Linked DNA regions of Gossypium hirsutum: regions 2 and 3 are each linked to region 1. Evidence: chromatin contacts called from public Hi-C data. All regions are on one chromosome and are shown on one strand. The core of a region is the stretch at or near the end of the contact, and the rest is flanking DNA. Distances in the headings are between cores, read along the strand shown. Region 1 holds the start of LOC107945773 (probable galacturonosyltransferase 9). Region 2 holds the start of LOC107945782. Region 3 holds the start of LOC107945777 (repressor of RNA polymerase III transcription MAF1 homolog).

Evidence for each region. A called contact is a pair of places that touch in the nucleus more often than the background predicts.
Region 2: a contact with region 1 is called in a Hi-C map of leaf, with 1.8 times the contacts expected there. The contact joins the promoter of LOC107945782 here to the promoter of LOC107945773 in region 1. A contact is called at or near these places in 4 of 34 Hi-C or Micro-C datasets (all in leaf).
Region 3: a Hi-C map of leaf shows a contact between it and region 1, with 3 times the contacts expected there. The contact joins the promoter of LOC107945777 here to the promoter of LOC107945773 in region 1. A contact is called at or near these places in 10 of 34 Hi-C or Micro-C datasets (anther, cotyledon, hypocotyl and 1 more).

The regions. Positions count from the first base shown.
Region 1 is chrD12:10,050,012-10,052,527 of Gossypium_hirsutum_v2.1, reverse strand. It overlaps LOC107945773 (probable galacturonosyltransferase 9), which reads right to left and starts at 1,254. Exons shown (of 4, transcript XM_041108426.1): 1 at 840-1,254; 2 at 1-479. The coding sequence starts at 1,010.
Region 2 is chrD12:10,299,570-10,302,085 of Gossypium_hirsutum_v2.1, reverse strand. LOC107945782 reads right to left here and starts at 1,258. Exons shown (of 6, transcript XM_016879912.2): 1 at 693-1,258; 2 at 356-623. The coding sequence starts at 1,105.
Region 3 is chrD12:10,238,911-10,241,426 of Gossypium_hirsutum_v2.1, reverse strand. It overlaps LOC107945777 (repressor of RNA polymerase III transcription MAF1 homolog), which reads left to right and starts at 1,259. Exons shown (of 11, transcript XM_016879900.2): 1 at 1,259-1,381; 2 at 2,194-2,316; 3 at 2,502-2,516. The coding sequence starts at 2,285.

The sequences.
Region 1 (2,516 bases), core at 5-2,504:
AAACTCTTAGGAATTGATTTGGCAGCAATTGAGCTCGCAAAAGCTCCATTCTTTTTTGCCTTACCTAATAATTCCCTAACTGCGAAAATAGTATCTTTCAACTTTTGAATTTTCAACTGATTATCATAATTTTCTTTAGATTCAGCTATTAACAACCTAGCAAATTTCACTCTATCTTTCACTTCTTTCTCAAACTGCCTTAAGACATCCTCATCTAAATTCCCATCGGTTTCAAACAAAGAGGATTTATACCTCGGTTTAGATGTAATATCGGAGAAATTCTTAGCCAAATCATCAAACATTTTCAATTGCCTCGAAATGTCAAGCTTTAGTTTCCTTGCATAAGCTGCATAAGCTTTCACTAATGTGATGTGATCATTGGCTTGCCTGTATATCAAATCTAGCCTTGTTTTGAGAGGGTCCGAGTTCAATGCCACAAACGTTCTATGCATGTAAGCATTTCCGCCACTTCGAAACCTCTGCTAGAAAACCCCAGAAAAGAAAATAGTCAGAACATCTAAAAGGGTATTTAAAACCCCAAACAGAATGAATTTTAAAGTACTGCAAGCTCTGCCCTAAAGACTAGCAGAAAACAACCATAAGAGAGAGAGAGAGAGAGAGAGAGAGAGAGATTAGATTGTGAAGTATTAAACGCTCAGCAAATCGCCAAAGTGTATCCAAAAAAAGCCAAATAGATTTAAATTTTGAGGCACCGAATTAGAGAAATAAATGGCATGTTACTGGGGCTAAAAAAACCCAAGTTAGAAAAAAGAAAAGGGTATCTGAAAAAACCAAAAACAGAACAAATGATAAAGGATTTTGAAGAAGGAAAATTTTACAGAGTGCTGATGAGTTGTAGAAGGACGAGTAGTGAGGAGAACGGTGGCAGTGGCAATGAAGAGAAGCGAAAACATGGCCGAGACGAAGATCCTGTAAGAAAAAAAACTGCGGAAACCAGCTCCAACACCGCCGGATCCGCCACCGCGAGCTCCCCTGATAGCCACAGCCATCGAAATTCAGCTATTTACACTGCTTTGTTTCTGTCCGTCTCTTAGACTGATTAGTGAAACTAAATAAAAAAAATAAAGAATGACACAGTAATGAGATCTGAGATTTGACAATGAAAGGGTTAGAAGATGTGGTTGATTTATTAAGATTTGACTGATGAACTGAAGAAAAGGAATGAAGAAATTGATGAACGTGTTTAGGGTGAGGGATGGTGTAGGGATTGTTCGTTGAGATGGTTAGATTTTGTCGGGCTGACTGAAGAGGGTGAGATCCGTAGTTATATGTGTAATGGGCCGGACCCATATGATCCATAACTTTTTCAATTCGATCGATTGTCCTCAATTACAGATCCAACCACTTAAATTCAATAAAACTCTTCTTTTTTTTATTTCCAAATATATTCCTACTTTATCAGTCCAAAGAGAATAATTTACATTAGGATCATCTTTAAAAAATAAAATTTTTAGGCACCAATAAGATTTTATCACATCATCGAATTTTAAAGACATAAATTTATTATTATACACCCATCTATAGAGAAATTATTTTATAAATCTTTCTCATCACATTATTCATGGTCTCTTTCCAATTATTTAATAACATTCAACAATTTTTTCCATATAATTGACACATAATTTTGGTATTTTATCCTAAACTCCAAGCCCAAAACCTATAACCCCAAACCCTAAACTTGAACACCGAACCCATAACCTTGAGCCAAAACTCTAAATCCTAAACTCGTAACCCATAACCTTAAATCCTTAAACATTAAATCCAAAACCCTAAATTTGTACCCCGACCCTTGAACTTGTACATTGAACTCCAAATTCAAAACTCAAACTCGAACCCTGAACCTCAAGGTTCAAGGTTTGAGGTTAAGGTTCTAGGTTCGGGATTTATGGTAAAATAATTACCACAATAATGTACCAATGACATGGAAAAAATTACACAAAAAATATTAATTTTTAAAAAAAAAATTGGTTGCACAAAAATAAAAAAAAACATTAACTTATGAGAAAAAATAAAATGATTAAAAATTAATTATTTTAAGTAATTTAATTAAAGTTAAATTAAGTTGGAGAAGATATTAGATATAGATGAATGTATAATAATATTTTATTATTTTTAAAATTTAATGAAATGGCACTATTTTATTGGTGCCTAAAAATTATATTTTTTTTTAAAATGATCCTAATATAATTTATTCATTTATTATAATACAATTTTTAAATTAAACTCTTCAAATTCAACTTTTATATTTTTTCTTAAAAGTAAATACAATGTCCATATATATAATTAATACAAACATAAAATAAAATAAAAGATTACATTATATTATATTGTATATAAAATTGTATTTAAAAATATAAAGTTAATAAACAATTAAAATAAAAGTAATATACTTTTTTGTTTTTTGTTTTTCTGTTAATCTAACCATAATAATTTAAATATAAAATAATTAATATAAATTTTATTTTTTTATTTATTATATAAATCCATTCAATAAA
Region 2 (2,516 bases), core at 9-2,508, 250 kb before region 1:
TAACAAGAGACACAGTCAAGAAGAAGAAATGCAATCAAGACAAACCGGAATTCAAATAACCAATTGGTATGTTTAAAGTCAAGAAAAATCCAGAGTTAAATTTTCTCAAAGACAACTATTTCCAAATTGACCAAGAATCATCTAACTTCATTTCTCTTTCATTAATTTACATATTAAGCAAGTATAACAAATTTTTAATCACTTCTAAAAAGAAAAGAACATGAGCTTCAAATTTTGCATCTTTTAACCCTCAATCGCATTATTTGTAAATATAGTATATGTATGTGTGTGAGAGAGACTGATTTTATAATTAATTACAAAATTTGTAATTACATAAAAAGTCTAAAATCCTCACCTCCTCCATATCAGATAACTCAGCTTGCAGCTTCTCAATATACTTCAAAGCCTCCGGCGACAAATCCTCAAAAACCCTCGGACTTATCTTCTCTAGTTCTTCATATTCACCATTTCCACCCTCTCCCTCCTCAATATTATTCTTCACCACCTCTCCGTGCCGGTGACTAGCGCCCTCCTCCGTCTCCTTCACTAGGTCCTCCGCCGGTGCCGCTCTTTCCAGATTTCTCATCAATGAAACCCTATACTCCGCGTTCCACAAGGTATACCTAAAAAAAGTATAATTTTTTTTAATTGCAGTAAAAAAAAAATTTGAAGAAGAAAATAAGATATATTACCCTGTGATGATGGATGAGAAGAGGAGACGATGAAGAGGAGGTTTCGAGAGGGAAACCAAAACGGAGAACTGATCAGAAGGGAGAATTCCGAGCATAGTGGAGATAGTTCGCTTCATAGCTTCCTTGGCGGAATCAGAAACCCCTTTGGAAATAACGGAAGTGTCGAGTGGTTCGATGTGCTTTAACATGTTAGATATTACTATGAATCCACGATCTAAATTCGATTTCTGCGTCGAAACGGAGTAGTCGTCGTAGGCTCCGCCGTCCTTTAAGCAGCAGCTCACGGTCAAGGCTGAAGGAGGACGGTTGCGAGGGCTAGGGAGGAAGCGAGAGAGAGAAGGTGATAGAGGTTTGACTGAAAGGGCAGTGATGCGGGAGAGGATGACAGCTCGGGCCGTGGCTGCCGATGCCATCGAAGATGAGAGCTTCTGGAGCTCTTTCTTTTCTTTCCTTCTAGTTTTCTCGCTTTCTTACCCGTTTTTGGAGCAGCTAAGCCTAAGTTTGATTTTTTTTTTCTTTAATATTTAAGAATGGAACTGCCAACTGGCCGAACCGGGCTGATTCATGCCCTGTTTTCTTCTTCTTCTTTTTTTAAGTAAAAATTGGATACAATCAATTACAAACTAATAGGGAGACTATTAGAATTCGATAGTAATAATAGACTATTTAATCGAATCTAATCCGCAATTTTAACAGGAGAAACATAAAAAATTTGGTATCAAAGGAAAACTCTTTTATTAATCCTGCCATAATGTGAGGAGTAAAATTCGTTTATCTTGGAATTTGCTTAATAATCACTTGCCATTCACATCTACATAATTTTTGGATTCGTAAAATCAAGTTTGTGTTATTGATCTATTTCATGTCGAATGAATGTTTTAATCGACTTTTAATTATTGACTACTATAAATTGTTTGTGTTTTAATCGTAGTTGCTTCGACAACGAATGTGACATCTCATAACTCGGACTCGGTGAGCAGGTCGAGTACCTGGGTGTTACAAATTGAACATGTGTGATTAAGGCTCAAATAATTTATAATTAAGTTCTGGCTCTTTACCTATTGATTATAAACTCATATAGTCACGAAGTCATTCCAATATAGTATCGTGACTTAGCTCTCCCTAATGACATATCATTATGAAATCAACTCGATCAATGCTCGTCCAATGAACTTGTTATAAGTGTGTTACCCTCATAGGGTATCCTTAATTTCTTTGGGATAAATTCGTTCTCCTAATATGATTCTATTTTATCTCATGGTAACCATTACATTTTTCTTCGTGAAAAGTCAATTACTATCAAATAGTAATCAAGTCATTCATCACAAAGATGAACGACCTGTGACCACATTTACTTTTCATCTATCATGTCCCAATGAGAAGATATCATTTACCCATATCTCGGTCTATGAATTTAACTATTGTGAATGACGCTATATACTATAGAAGTCATATACACAATACACTAGCTTTCGGTTCCTTACCTATTTGAACTAAGGCTTGTACTTACATCAAAGTATACTAGTCATACATACATAATTTGTCATCCACTCAAGATTAAGGTATATCACACTATGAACGCCACAATTGAATAAATCCATAAATGGGTTTAGGATTTATTCTTCTTGGATCCAGTCCAATTTACTATCAATCTAGTTAGTCGCATATATGTCTCTATCTTTTAGGAGTAATTCGCTCCGATGCCCAAGATAAGACATTTCTCCAGTTGGAATTGATAGATGACATATTAGTCTTTCAATAGATTTGTTCATTTCCTATTAGACTAAGGATTTGTTTAGGTTCGTCTACTAATATAAATTGTCT
Region 3 (2,516 bases), core at 10-2,509, 190 kb before region 1:
GATATAGCCCAACCAATAAATAAATTCTCATTTGCTAGCTTAGTGATATACCCTCAAGGCTTTGCATCTCAATTCCATATATTGAATAATTCATTTTGTTTTCATAGTATCATAAGGCGCCTAGGACTCTTAATTTGTAATGAAAATGTTCTTTTACATGCTTTTTATATGTCCAACTCTTGTTATCCATCATATTATACGCCCACAGGATTTTAGATTTTGATTTCAACTATCAAGCATATTGATCTATTTTTTATAATATTATTCTCATATAAATTTCATATTCAAGTACATGTATCTATAAAACACTACGTATTTTAACCGCATTACATTAATGTTTTAGCCCTTATTAACCAGACATGGACTAAAAGACGGATACGTGGATTATTCCATTATCAAACCAATATACACTCACAGGCATTCAATGTTCAGGAGCTAATGATGCGTTTCCACAAACACCCAGTGTTCAAGAGAAATTATTGATACGCTCTCACGGACACCCAGTGCTCTAGAGAATTAGGGGTGTTCAAATTTCAATTAAAATCAGATTAACCGACCAAACCGGTTTAATTTGATTAATCGATCAATTAACTAATCTAATTCGGTTGGAGGTCGATTAATGATCTTTTGGAAGTTCAGTTATCGGTTAATTCGGTTCAAAAATTGAGTACTTAACCGAATTAACCAAACTTAATAATTAATAATACAAATTATATGTAATTTTAATTTGATTAATTCGGTCAAATGAACATTATCAATTTATTTATTTTATATATTTTATACTTGTTTTAACCAAAAAACAAAAAATTTGGTTAATTTGGTTAACCGACCGAATTAACTGAAATATTTCGGTTCGATTAAATTTTTTGATTCGTTAATCATTAAAGGATTAAAAGGTTCGATTATTTCAATTAATATAGTTTATGAAAAATATTTTCTACAAAAATATAAGTAAATAAAATTACTTTTATGTTTAAATATTAAAAAAAAATCGGAACGCGAGAAAATATTCTTAGTAAGTATATAAATCCAGCCTCCAAACTCGTTGAAGTTGATAATAATATAGTCAAACAAGTATTATGAGAAATATATATCTAGCCCCCTAACTTCTGCAAGAATCACAAATTAATCCTGCCGTCAACGTCGAAAGACGGAGGGACCAAGATGAATATTGAAAAACTTGTAATAATTTTATGCCATGAATATACTACTTTGCATTATGGCCTTGTAAAAAATATATATTTACGAATAAATAAATAAACAAATAAAAAAATCAGCCACGTTTTTTTTCATTCTAATTATTTCTGATTTTGACGAGATTTCACTTTTCAGAACTTCCCCTTTTCTTCTAACTGTTAAAAGCCGGCGAACAGAAACTACGGTAAGCTTTCCGTTTCTTCTCTGACATCGAACTGAGCCAAGGGTATATTCCCTTTTCTGTTGTTGTGATTTGATTTTATCATTTAATTAGAAACTTCTTTTACTTTTTGTAATTTGATTTTACATTTGCAATTTCCTTTTGATTCAGTTCATGTGAAATTGTCTGAAGTTTGTGGTTGGATTTCAAATCCGTTCAGTTTTGCGGTTATACTTTCATTTTTGTTGATTTTTGGACTAAAACTAATGAAAATCACTAAATTGGTCAATTACATTAACAAATTGTTCCATGAAATATTCTAATCCTGTTAATTTTTTTATTTATAAATCAATGAAATGGAATGTGCAGTAGCAAAATTCCATATTTAAATATAGTGAAAGTATAAATTTGACTCTAATCCGAAGTACCAAATTCCACAATGATGAACAGTTTCAAATCAGTAAGCCTTGGCAAGCAATTTTTTGTATTAGACTTTATACTTGATGCATGGGATGGAATTTAAATATGGATTTGGGAAATGGAATAATGGGATTTCTTTTTTCAATGTTTAAATCTTCAATAATGGCATAATGGGATTAAAGATAGAGATGAGACAAAAATTATTCTGGGAAGTGACAAAATTGAGGGCTATATTAGTGTGGGTGTGCTTTTGTTTCAGAAATGAAGATTTTTTTTTTTTTTTGAAATTCTATTTCTAGTTTTATAATTTTGTTTGGCCATTTGAGTTTGGCTTACTTTGATATATGAATCCAGCTTCTGGCCCTAACGCATTTTGATTTGATTGCATCATTGTACTGATAGTTTCTACATTCTAGTCTTCTTTTTTTTTTGTCTGCAGGACCTTCAAGTTTTGGCATCATTGACAGCAAATTCCAGTAATCTGTCTGAAGTCTGAACGTATTCAGTATGAAGTTCTTAGAATACACTCCGCTTGACCGGTAATTTTCAATTATGCGTCTGAGCATATTCTGTGTGAAGTTCTTAAGAGTATACTCTGCGTGACTGGTAATTGTCAATTATTAGAAAATGGAATGGTAACAAATTTTCCTCGCCCTTCTTAGATTCATGATCTTTGTCTGCCTTTTGATTTAAAGTCTGACTTAATTAGTATCTTATTTTCTAGAATAAATGATTTCTT